Regions from separate parts of the Mus musculus genome. Here all the other regions are linked to region 1. Evidence: chromatin contacts called from public promoter capture Hi-C data. All regions are on one chromosome and are shown on one strand. Each heading gives the region's core, a stretch centred on a gene start, on an enhancer-like site or on the middle of the called end of the contact. The rest is flanking DNA. Distances are from core to core; before and after follow the strand shown.

Region 1 (3,264 bases), core at 537-3,036:
ATGGAAATAAAATAATCAAGGAAAACATTGCCACTTGCCTAATGACTACAGGTTGCTGTAAGCTGAGGTGGAAAAACGTTTAGGACAAAAAAAAACCCAGCAATTTAAATTTTGGATACTTCAGGTCTGGGGTGTATGATAGGCAGCCACACAGAGCTGTATAGTAAATATTTGGATATGAGAATTTGGAGATGAAGGGAAAATGGAGTCTGAAGTTATAAACCTAGCATCATTGAGATATCATATTGAATTGATATGAAATAAATTAACTAGGCAGTGAGACAACACAGAAGAAAATATAATATATATCCCATGCCTGGATGCCTCTTGTCCTGACCTAAACAAAGAGCCAAAAGGAGCTAAGTGAAAACTTCGCTTATGTAACCTATGGTGTACACATCTATTTAGAATCTATGGAGTTTGAGAATGTAAACTAAAGTGTTTAATTAGTCAACTTACTATCTGCCCCTGCCTTAAAGCACCACATCTAAAAGAACCATTGTCACAGGCTTGCCAAGAGCTGAGGTTATAATTTACAGCCATTTACAGACAATGTACATACACACTTTAAAACACACTCCAAATCTGAAATGCCTCTTCCGTTCCAGGGCATAGAAATAAAGGACATAGTTGAGTTTGCACTGTGGAAGTCTTTCAAAGAGGACCAGCCTCGAGGTGCTCAGAAACATTAGTGGCCAATGCAGAAGCTTAAGAGTTTCCTCGACACTAGGACAATTGACTCAGTCATCACTTCTTCAAATCCAGCCCCAGGAAACTCACAGATAAGTTTACGGTTTAAATCAACCTAATGAGGAATCTACAGATGTGATAAAATGTTAAATAGTCTGTTTTCAAACACCTTACAATTTCTAATGGCGTGCCTTGGCTGCCTTTGATTATTAAGATGACTCACTATTATAAGTAAATTCCAATTTGAGTTTTTAGTAGCTCAATGTATAGTACATTGTTAGAGAATATCCTCCATTTTAATGATATGAGGCCTGTGCTCCTGGGAAGGAAATGCTCCATTCAACGAAGTAAGCCATGCAGAGCATTAAAACTATGGCAACCCCTACCACATTTTATAATTCTTTTTTTTTTTAAGGTCAGTCTCAGTTGCAGGAAAGACCTTGAAATATTTAGTTACTGGTTAGTGCTTTCTGTTTGTTTCCATATAGTCTGATCCGATAGCTGTGCATCTTACTTTTGTGGCGTAACTTTCTTTAGGCTTGTGTTTTAATAGAAACCTCCATCTCTGCTGACTGGCAATGCCCTCCAGTGGTCATTTTGGGAAAAAAAAAGCCTGAAATAAGGACTGAGTTCCCATAAGCCACAAACTAGGCAGTGATAAGAAAGGGCTGCTAATTCTAAAGCTTATACATCTTTAAAAATATGGTTCTTCTGATATCTCAACTCTTAATATTCTTTCCAAATGTTCTTCTCTCTTTTTTTCTATTACTTCCAAACATAAATCTGCATCCAGTATCAATGCCATTTTGATATAGATTTACATGCTTAAACAGAGCTTGTGGTAAGATGGGAAAACGCAGGCACAAAGTATGTATGCTATTTTGGGCTTGCATGAGTCCTAGAACAAAGCAGAAGATTATTTGCAGAACGTTTTATTCCTGGAAAATAAGTCCAAAAACAGCATTCACAGCATGCTTTTCCCAAAATATGTTGCCTAGTGACCAAATTGAATCAATTGTCAATTGATCTACTGGGAGCCTCAATGGATGGTCTGTTTGGCTACCCATTATGAGAAAAAATGAGCTTGCAGGGTTCAGTCTGCCAGTGGAGAAAAGTGGAGCTGGGGACAGGAAAAGGCTATGTTAGTAAGAATAGGAGCGTAATATAGGGAGATGATTATGTTCATGCAAAATGTAGAGAAGAGAATTTGTGGCAAAAGGATACGTGTATATTTTTGAGGCTTTATAGTGATAAAACTGCACAACAATCCAACAAGCAAACAGTCATTTGCCTTTCACATCTGAGAAAACTTAGTTAAAGACAATTACACAATTGGACATGTAATGAACACCTGCATGCAGAATACTTTCTTTTAAAAGGAGCATTATGACAGCATTATATAGTTTAGAGACAAGTAGTAAGGATAACAGAAAAACAAGCATATATAGTTAAAATTTAATAACTGTATTTGTGTGTGTGTGTGTGTGAGAGAGAGAGTGTGTGTTTGAGTGAGTATGTGAGTGAGTGTGTGTGTGAGTGTGTGTGAATGTGTGTGTGTGAGTGTGTGTTCGAGTGTGTGTGTGTGTGAGTGTATGTGTGAGTGTGTGTGTGTGAGTGAGTGTGATTGAGTGTATGTGAGTGAGTGTGTGTGTGTGTGTGTGTGTTAGTGAGTGTGTGAGTGTGTACATGCATGTGCGGTAGTTACTCAGGTTGGACAAGTTTAACAAAGCAGAATGTGTAGCTGGATACCTTACCCAGAAAGTTATTCTGTTCCTCTTCTATAAGCTGCACATTCCAGACCCAGGTAACAGCCAATTGTGTTTCTGGAGCCCTCTCTTTTGTGTGCCTTCCTAAAGTGTCCTCACACAGGTTCCCAAGATCCCACCCAAACATGATGTGCTCTGAAAAGGCTCTTCTCTCATATGGACACCAGATCTATGGGACACAAGCTCTAACCTCATGATACCGTGCAGCTCTCATTACCCCCCACAAGGCCCTGTTTCTAAATATAGCACAGCAGGTTGAGATGTGGGACTTTGGCTTATAAATCTTTGGAAGGCTCAATTCCATCTGTAGAATATATTTTACTTTACAAAGTGAAAAAACTTAAGAAGAGACATCAAAATATTATTTAATATACTTAAATTATACCCTGCAAAGTTAACATAATCCATAACTAATCCAGCACTCAAAGGGAAAGAAGATTAGATGCCTAACACCAACCATAGAAAAAAATTGACAAGACCTTGGATCAAAGCTTCGGAAACTGACCTGCGGGAAGCAGGCTTAGGAAATAACACCAAAAAAAAGGGTGTAAAAAAATTAGATCACACTAGAACTCATCTCTACCAAACTTGACTTTGTTCTTCCATCGCAGAAACCACTTTCCCCCTGAAAGTTTTCATAATTCCATCTTCCAAAACAAACACAGATGTGTATTCAAGGATCCAAGAAATACGGGTGGAGAGTGGGGAAGTGACATCAGTAATAGAGGAATGCCTTATGGGGCACAGTATGAACCCTGTTACCCCTGTGCTTGGAACTAAATCCTGCTGGGGAACCAAAACACTGCAA
Region 2 (3,264 bases), core at 555-3,054, 260 kb after region 1:
TAATGAGCATGGTTTTAATGTCAGCAGAAACAGAGCAGTGGTACTCGCAGCATCTCTGTGCTGGTAGATTGTATCTCCATTCAGTCGCTATGCCTCTAGCTAGCCCCCGGCTGCACAGTCATGCGCTATTAGACAAGAATTATTTATTCCTTGTATTCGGTTGGTCATTGTGCCAGTTTCTAAGGCTAACCCAAGCATTGAGCCCCTGTTTCCATTCCATCTCTTTTCTCATCATCTGGCCTTCCCTTCTTTCCCAGAAATTCTTAAGATCATTGACTTTGCTGACGGAAGTCAGGCTTCTGACCGACTAATAAATAAGTTCACCAGTGAAAAGCCTATTTTTCATTCTGTTTAATTACAGGCTTCAAAGACACTCAAAATGGAGGCTGTCTGAGGCACAAATAATACTGTAGGCTTGGTTTACTTTTCTCCTGTTGGTGTTGGCACTGAGCCCTTCCTCTGCTTTGAAATTCATGGCTGTGTCTGTGTCTGCATACTAAACAGACCATGGCTGTCACTGAGTCTGCTTCGCCTGTCCAGACACAGTGCAAATAATCCAGAAGCTTTAAATCCAAGTTCAGAGCTGGAGCTTTGTTTCCGGAGTAATCTATGGATGTAATCATAAATGGGTTCCTATATAATAATTAAAATCGAATTTAGTAAACTATTGTGGGATTTAGGTTGCACCATGATCTGAATTCTAGATATTTGATTTCAGATTTGTCCCTTTAAATGTGAACGCATTTGAGTGACATATAGACAAAATGTACGTGTAGCGACCAGACAAGAAACTGATAGTGAAACTTTCCCCTTCCACACTTCTTTTCTTAGTCTCCAGTTCTCTTTTACAAATACTTTTGACAATCTATGTCACATTCTGTACACATAAAAGCATATGCAGCATATTTTACACAAGAAAAAAACTCCACTAACTCTGCCTTCCTTTATATATACATATATATATAATAGTAACAAGCTATATAGGCTGACTTCTATCATTTGTTACTTGTATTTAAAAATAGCACTAAGAGCATTTTCTGCATCACTCTCTGTGTCTGACCTCATATTTAGAAATTCATGGAAATAATCATAATAGCCTCCTCCTATTCCGCTGCATGCATGTAGCCATTTGGTATTTGATCATGTTGATGGACATTCAGTGTTTCAGTGAGCAGCACTTCAAATTATTATAGGCACCATTTACAGATTTAAGCAATATATAAAGATGTAGATACATTCTAGAAAAGTAAAGCTGTGGCCGAAGGGTGCTTTGTAATTTAGCTGATATTTTCCAGTAATTAACTTCTAGTATTTTTAGTTATCTATGAAAGGACATATTTACATATCTACCCGTTCCCACTCTATTTTTAAATTTTAAATTTGCTAATCTGATCACTGGAGACTCAACGCTGAGGACAACCTCCTACTCAAAATGATATGTAGGAAAAGAAGAGCAAAGATGGTCTACAAAGCATAGAAGATTGAATTAATGTATACAGTACAAGGTGTTATATAAACAATAAATAAATAAAAAGAAGAAAGAAAGAAAACCCTCACATGTTCCCTGGAATTAAATATGCACTTGAATACTGAAAGTTGTTCAAACAACCAGCTGGCTTTGCAGGTCAGCATTTAAAAGCCTTAACAAACAGTCCCTGGGTTCTGACCTTAAACTCCTTGAGCTCCTAGTACCTGTGAGCATGCAGCTAACATTCTGTCCCTGGATGCCCTTTCGTGGTCACATACTCCATCATTAATGCACACTGCAGCAGGACACATAGCATAGAGCAGCTAATATATTCTGAGAGAGTTAATTAGAGTGAGTAAGCCACAGTATCTGGGTACATCTTTCTTTTTAGCATGTCAACATCAAGTCCTTTCCGTGTCGCTTCCAAAATCGTAACTGCGGGATGCCTGTGTTTGCCACTATTCCAGGTAATCATTGATGCTTTTAGTAGCTTTTGGAGGTCTCTTTGGGGTTGATATACTGAGAATTTGTCCTTTGTGTGATTTAACTACTGCGTGTAAAGGATTCTCTTCAAGATTCTACCAGCACCCCATGATTTATATTAGTTATTTTCCAAAAATGAAAACTAGAACATCCATGGCCTCAAGTCTCATTTCTTTGTTCCTAGCTGCAATGCTGTTGAAATCCGTGATGTAAATGTACACTTTATTTTGTAATACTTTGCGATGTTTTCAAACACAGAAATACTATTGACACAAAAAATACTATGGCTCTTCTAATTTAGAAAATGTTTACCAATCTCTGCAGCTCCCTGGATTCTTGACAGTTTTTCAGTGATGACTGCTGCAGACAGAGCCATATTTAGGTTTATGTGGCTAGTCTGTGGTGGCATCTTTTTGTAACCAATAATGGCATCCTTGTATGTCTCTTACTTGAAGGCAAGGTGTCTGAAAGATCGAAGGTTGCAGCGTATTAAGACCTCCTTTCTTTATGTCATAACAGCCTGGGAGATTGGCAGCTAATGCATTGGCCCTTTGGTGGTGATAATGAGATACCACACGCTCCTTGCTAGGGTACAACAGACAGAGAAGACTGGGATGTGACTTGAAAGGGAAAGGTTGGCTTAATTTGTTTTATCTGTTAAGCTAGATCCCAAATGGTTTACATCTCGTCATAAACAAAGTTTCTTTATAGACAGAATTTGAATGCTCATTTCCTCCCGGTTAGTATGCAAATCTCTTTGCAGCATTTTAGCAAAAGAGAATACAACTCATTTTCTGTGCTTATAAATTGTTCATTACCATGCTCTCTGATGGCCAATCCATTGCTCCATATGGCATAAATACTAGGTGCTAAAAAAAAAAAAAAAAAAAAAGAAAGGCACATTTGAGATCAAGGGGAATGCACATATTAAATACAAAAACCCCAAACCTATCACTTGAAATTTGTAACAATTTATTTGTACTTATATTTACATGTGATAGTCTGGAAAAATAAATGCTTCAAGTGACCTTTCCAAGCCTCAGTGTTACATTAAGTGATGTTTGAATGTCTCATTGTACAAGAGAGTGTCAATTCATAGAGTCAAAGTAGCATACAAAAAGAGTATCTAAAAAGAAACACCTCTTTTCTTGTGATTATGGGTGTGAAATACTGTAGCCTCTAAAGTTCATCACCTAGAACTAAGAAAACTTTGTTAGATTGCTGAGGATTTTGGACCTCTCAAAGGTTATTTCTTTTCTTCTTTGATAGATGGAAGGTTTTATTTTATTTTTCCCCCCAAACAGGAATATCAT
Region 3 (3,264 bases), core at 279-2,778, 210 kb before region 1:
TTTAGATAAAAATGAGCCTATTGATAAAAACAATAAGTCCATTGTGGCCCATATTACGTGGAAACCTTTATAGTACAACAAACAATGTAGTGAAATGTTTAAATGTTTGTGCTTAAATCATAAATACTAGGAACTAGTTACTGGCTTGGTCCTTACAGGCACATACTACTCTTGTAAAGGACCAGAGTTCTGTTCCCAGCACCAGCATCCAGCTGTCCAGCAAGCTCACAACCACTGTAACTCCAAATCCAGGGGCATTTGATGCCTCTGGCCTCCTTGGCGCCTGCACCACAGGCACAAATCCATTGAGACACACACACACAGACACACAGACACACACACACACAGACACACAGACATACATGTTCACACATACAAATAGCAAAAGAAAATATAATGAGACAAGTCTGTTGCATATACGGAGACATAGTTATGAGAAAATATCCTATTTCATATGACTTGCTGTTGATCACTGAGTATGAATAAACACTATTTTATCTGATATATTTGTAAAAGTCACAGAATTCTTCAATTCTACAGTACTCTCTGTTTAGTTTTTAATTTTTTCATTTCTATAAAGTGCACTCAGTTGTTTTTTTTTTTTTAATCTAATAACCCACAAGCAATGTGATAACTCTTCTTCCAATTCTGTATACACCTGTGTTTTCCTTGAGGTAATTTGCACACAGAGGCCACACTTGCTGCTCTTATACACACTTTCTTGCAGCCCATTCCCCAAGGATTCTCTTATTCCTCTACTGTGGATCACATCAATAAAGAACGACATCTGTGCAGCTGATCATGGTGAGCCATTTCAGGTAGACCATGTGTTCTACCTTGACCTAACTTCTCATTTCTGTTCTCACCACTATGGCCAATTAATGCGAGACCTTTTAAGCAGCCAGTTGACTGGTCTGGTCGTGTGCCGGCTATCACCACAAGAGCTTAAGGGCCACAAATCTCTGTTATTACCAAGCTGTTGCTGCCAGAAGCACGCTGACTCCTGACAAAAAGAATAGATTAGGATCAGTCAAATCTCCCCCAGGCTTATCAGTGGGACTTTTAACCGCACCTTCTACCTCAAAGTTTCCCCTTCTCCTGCTTCCAAACACCTACGCAGCAGCAAGCTAACAAGGTGCCTGCCAAACCATATGTTCATAATTAGTTAACTTCTTTCCTGTCGCTAGAGGCACCACTCAGTCAGCAACAGCCGTCAAGGGTGTTGGGCATCCAATAAGACACAACCAGGCTGTACAGCCGCTCAGCCCAGCAGTAAAAGAGGCATACTTAATTCCAGCTGTGGCATTGTTAAGTGAATTAACTCTATCCTCAATTTAAAAAGCCAGCATGAAATCAAAGGGGACCTTGGAAAAGGAAAAAAAAAAATAGAGAGAAAATGAAAAAAAAAATGCTTGTAGGTTAACTCAAGAGTCCGGTGTGGTGAATGAAACTCAACTGGTTGGCCCATTCAGCCAATCATTGCAAGGCAGGTTTTTGGCATCAGTATTGCTCCTGGCACAAGTCTTCCTTTTATTTCCCAGTTCTGTGGTTAAGGTCTCCTGTTACAGACGGAGGGGACTGATGATATAATTGTTTATGAGCCAGCAGAACACATTTATAGGTAGTAGTGAGGTTTCCAGAGAGTAATGAGACGTTAAATGTTAGAGACAGTGGTGCACGATTCTGGCTAAGAAATTTCATCTCAAGGTAAGAGTGCTACATATAAACTTACATGTATGAATTTGCAGGTCTGGGCAATCTCTCTGGGAAATAGTTGTCACACAATGTGTGGGGGAGAAATGAGAACTTTCTGGAATTGTTTTAGTTGTTATTGACTGCACACAAAAAAAGCCCCTAATATTTTGAAAATGTATATATGGCTTTAAATGTGCCTATTCAATATAAATGGAAAGTTGATGAATACTTTTAGCAAATGTACATTCACATATGCATGCTGTGCCAAGCTTATCAATACAGCTTTTATTGAAGAAATAACACTAATAATAACAGCATCGAATAATATTGAATTTTGCTACCAGAATTTGGTAGCATTATTTTTTTAAAAACCTAGTATGACTATGTGGAATACATTTCTCAACTTTAAAAAAGGGTATATTTCCTGTAATTTAAATGTTACAATATTTTATTTTGAGTTTATATTCATGAATATATTATAGCAGTTAGAAAGAATAATCTTCATTGATGACATATATGGGACCAGGAATGTGGATATAAACACACGAGAAAGCAGAAGCAGTAGTTAAAATATAAAACTTAAGAATCCAGAAAATTAAATATAGATAGGAAACTGGCTACTTAAATAATGCTAATTTTAAGACTTGTGATTTTGTTGCTATTATTGTAAATCCTTTCATGAAGCAATCTGAGAATAGTCTACTGCCCCTTACAACTTAAGCCTCAGCTTGCGATCCAGTTTCATTGTCGATTACATAATCTCCACTATCATATTAAATAACCATTGAGGGTGGCAAGGGACTTGGGGCTTCTGAGTAACAGACATAATGATATGTGGCTTGAAGTGAATTAAGAAACAACTGATATGGTGTATAACCAGGGAATTAAAAGACATAAGTCAATGGGAAATTGCAGAAACCACAGATCGGTACAAGTTACAGGCAATTTTCTTAATAACCCTTTAGGATAATATTAGACAAGCTGCACAAAACCTCTTCACTACCCCCTGTGGGGCAAACTGGTTAACAATCAGAGCCAAAGGTTTGTTTTTAAACACAATTTGCCATCATAGAAAAAAATATTTTATTAGTGTCGCTAAGCAAGAAATAATTCTTTTTAAACCAAAAATAAAAGTATAAATTAATAAACTTACTTTTCCAGTTTAATCTTTCCTACATTCTTATTTGGGTGTGTTTTAATAAAAGAAAATTTAATTGACCCAAACTATAATCTTGTTTCAATAGCAAAAGACTTATTTGCGAGGTCATAGTGGGAGGTCTTTACAATTCACTTTCAGTGTGATTAATGTACAGTGAGATTTCACTTATTGTGAATATTATAACCAGGAACATAAGGAGGTGCAGATTAGACATGGGAAATTACATTGATTAGACACGGGGGACTGATTTTGAGAGCTCTTAAAATCTTTTAGCGTTTTTTTGCAGTAAGAAAAAGTGACTCGCTGAAGAAGGCGTTCGTGTGAGCTCACAGATGAGCATGATGCTTGACAAAAACTGAGCAGTGATGAGAATCACGGACTGGGCAACAAGAGGCTATGGAAGATGCTGT

Evidence for each region. Promoter capture Hi-C pulls out the DNA fragments that hold promoters and counts their contacts.
Region 2: a contact with region 1 is called in a promoter capture Hi-C map of hippocampal neurons, with 3 times the contacts expected there. The contact joins the promoter of Tmem207 here to the enhancer-like site in region 1. A contact is called at or near these places in 19 of 39 promoter capture datasets (the 3T3-L1 cell line, 3T3-L1-derived adipocytes, the C10 cell line and 12 more), 1 of 15 datasets of contacts at CTCF or cohesin (pro-B cells), 13 of 484 Hi-C or Micro-C datasets (adipose-derived mesenchymal stem cells, cerebral cortex, cortical neurons and 7 more), 1 of 115 datasets of contacts at active chromatin or transcription factors (astrocytes) and 3 of 9 other capture datasets (adipose tissue, liver and macrophages).
Region 3: a promoter capture Hi-C map of hippocampal neurons shows a contact between it and region 1, with 5 times the contacts expected there. The contact joins the promoter of Gmnc here to the enhancer-like site in region 1. A contact is called at or near these places in 14 of 39 promoter capture datasets (the 3T3-L1 cell line, 3T3-L1-derived adipocytes, the C10 cell line and 9 more), 51 of 484 Hi-C or Micro-C datasets (the Ba/F3 cell line, the C10 cell line, ECoMG myeloid progenitors and 19 more), 3 of 115 datasets of contacts at active chromatin or transcription factors (astrocytes and epiblast stem cells) and 1 of 9 other capture datasets (adipose tissue).

What each region holds. Positions count from the first base shown.
Region 1 is chr16:26,780,548-26,783,811 of GRCm38.p6, reverse strand. No RefSeq gene overlaps it. Among named protein-coding and RNA genes, the nearest start is that of Gm20319, 27 kb to the right of the region's middle. Within about 2 kb of position 1,786, at least 9 of the 459 cell types and tissues checked have an H3K27ac peak or open chromatin away from gene starts, as enhancers often do. A contact at or near this core is called in cortical neurons and hippocampal neurons, where this site is marked.
Region 2 is chr16:26,525,311-26,528,574 of GRCm38.p6, reverse strand. Tmem207 (transmembrane protein 207) reads left to right here and starts at 1,804. Exons shown (of 5, transcript NM_001101640.1): 1 at 1,804-1,935. The coding sequence starts at 1,861.
Region 3 is chr16:26,989,916-26,993,179 of GRCm38.p6, reverse strand. It overlaps Gmnc (geminin coiled-coil domain containing), which reads left to right and starts at 1,528. Exons shown (of 6, transcript NM_001013761.2): 1 at 1,528-1,707; 2 at 3,141-3,264. The coding sequence starts at 3,251.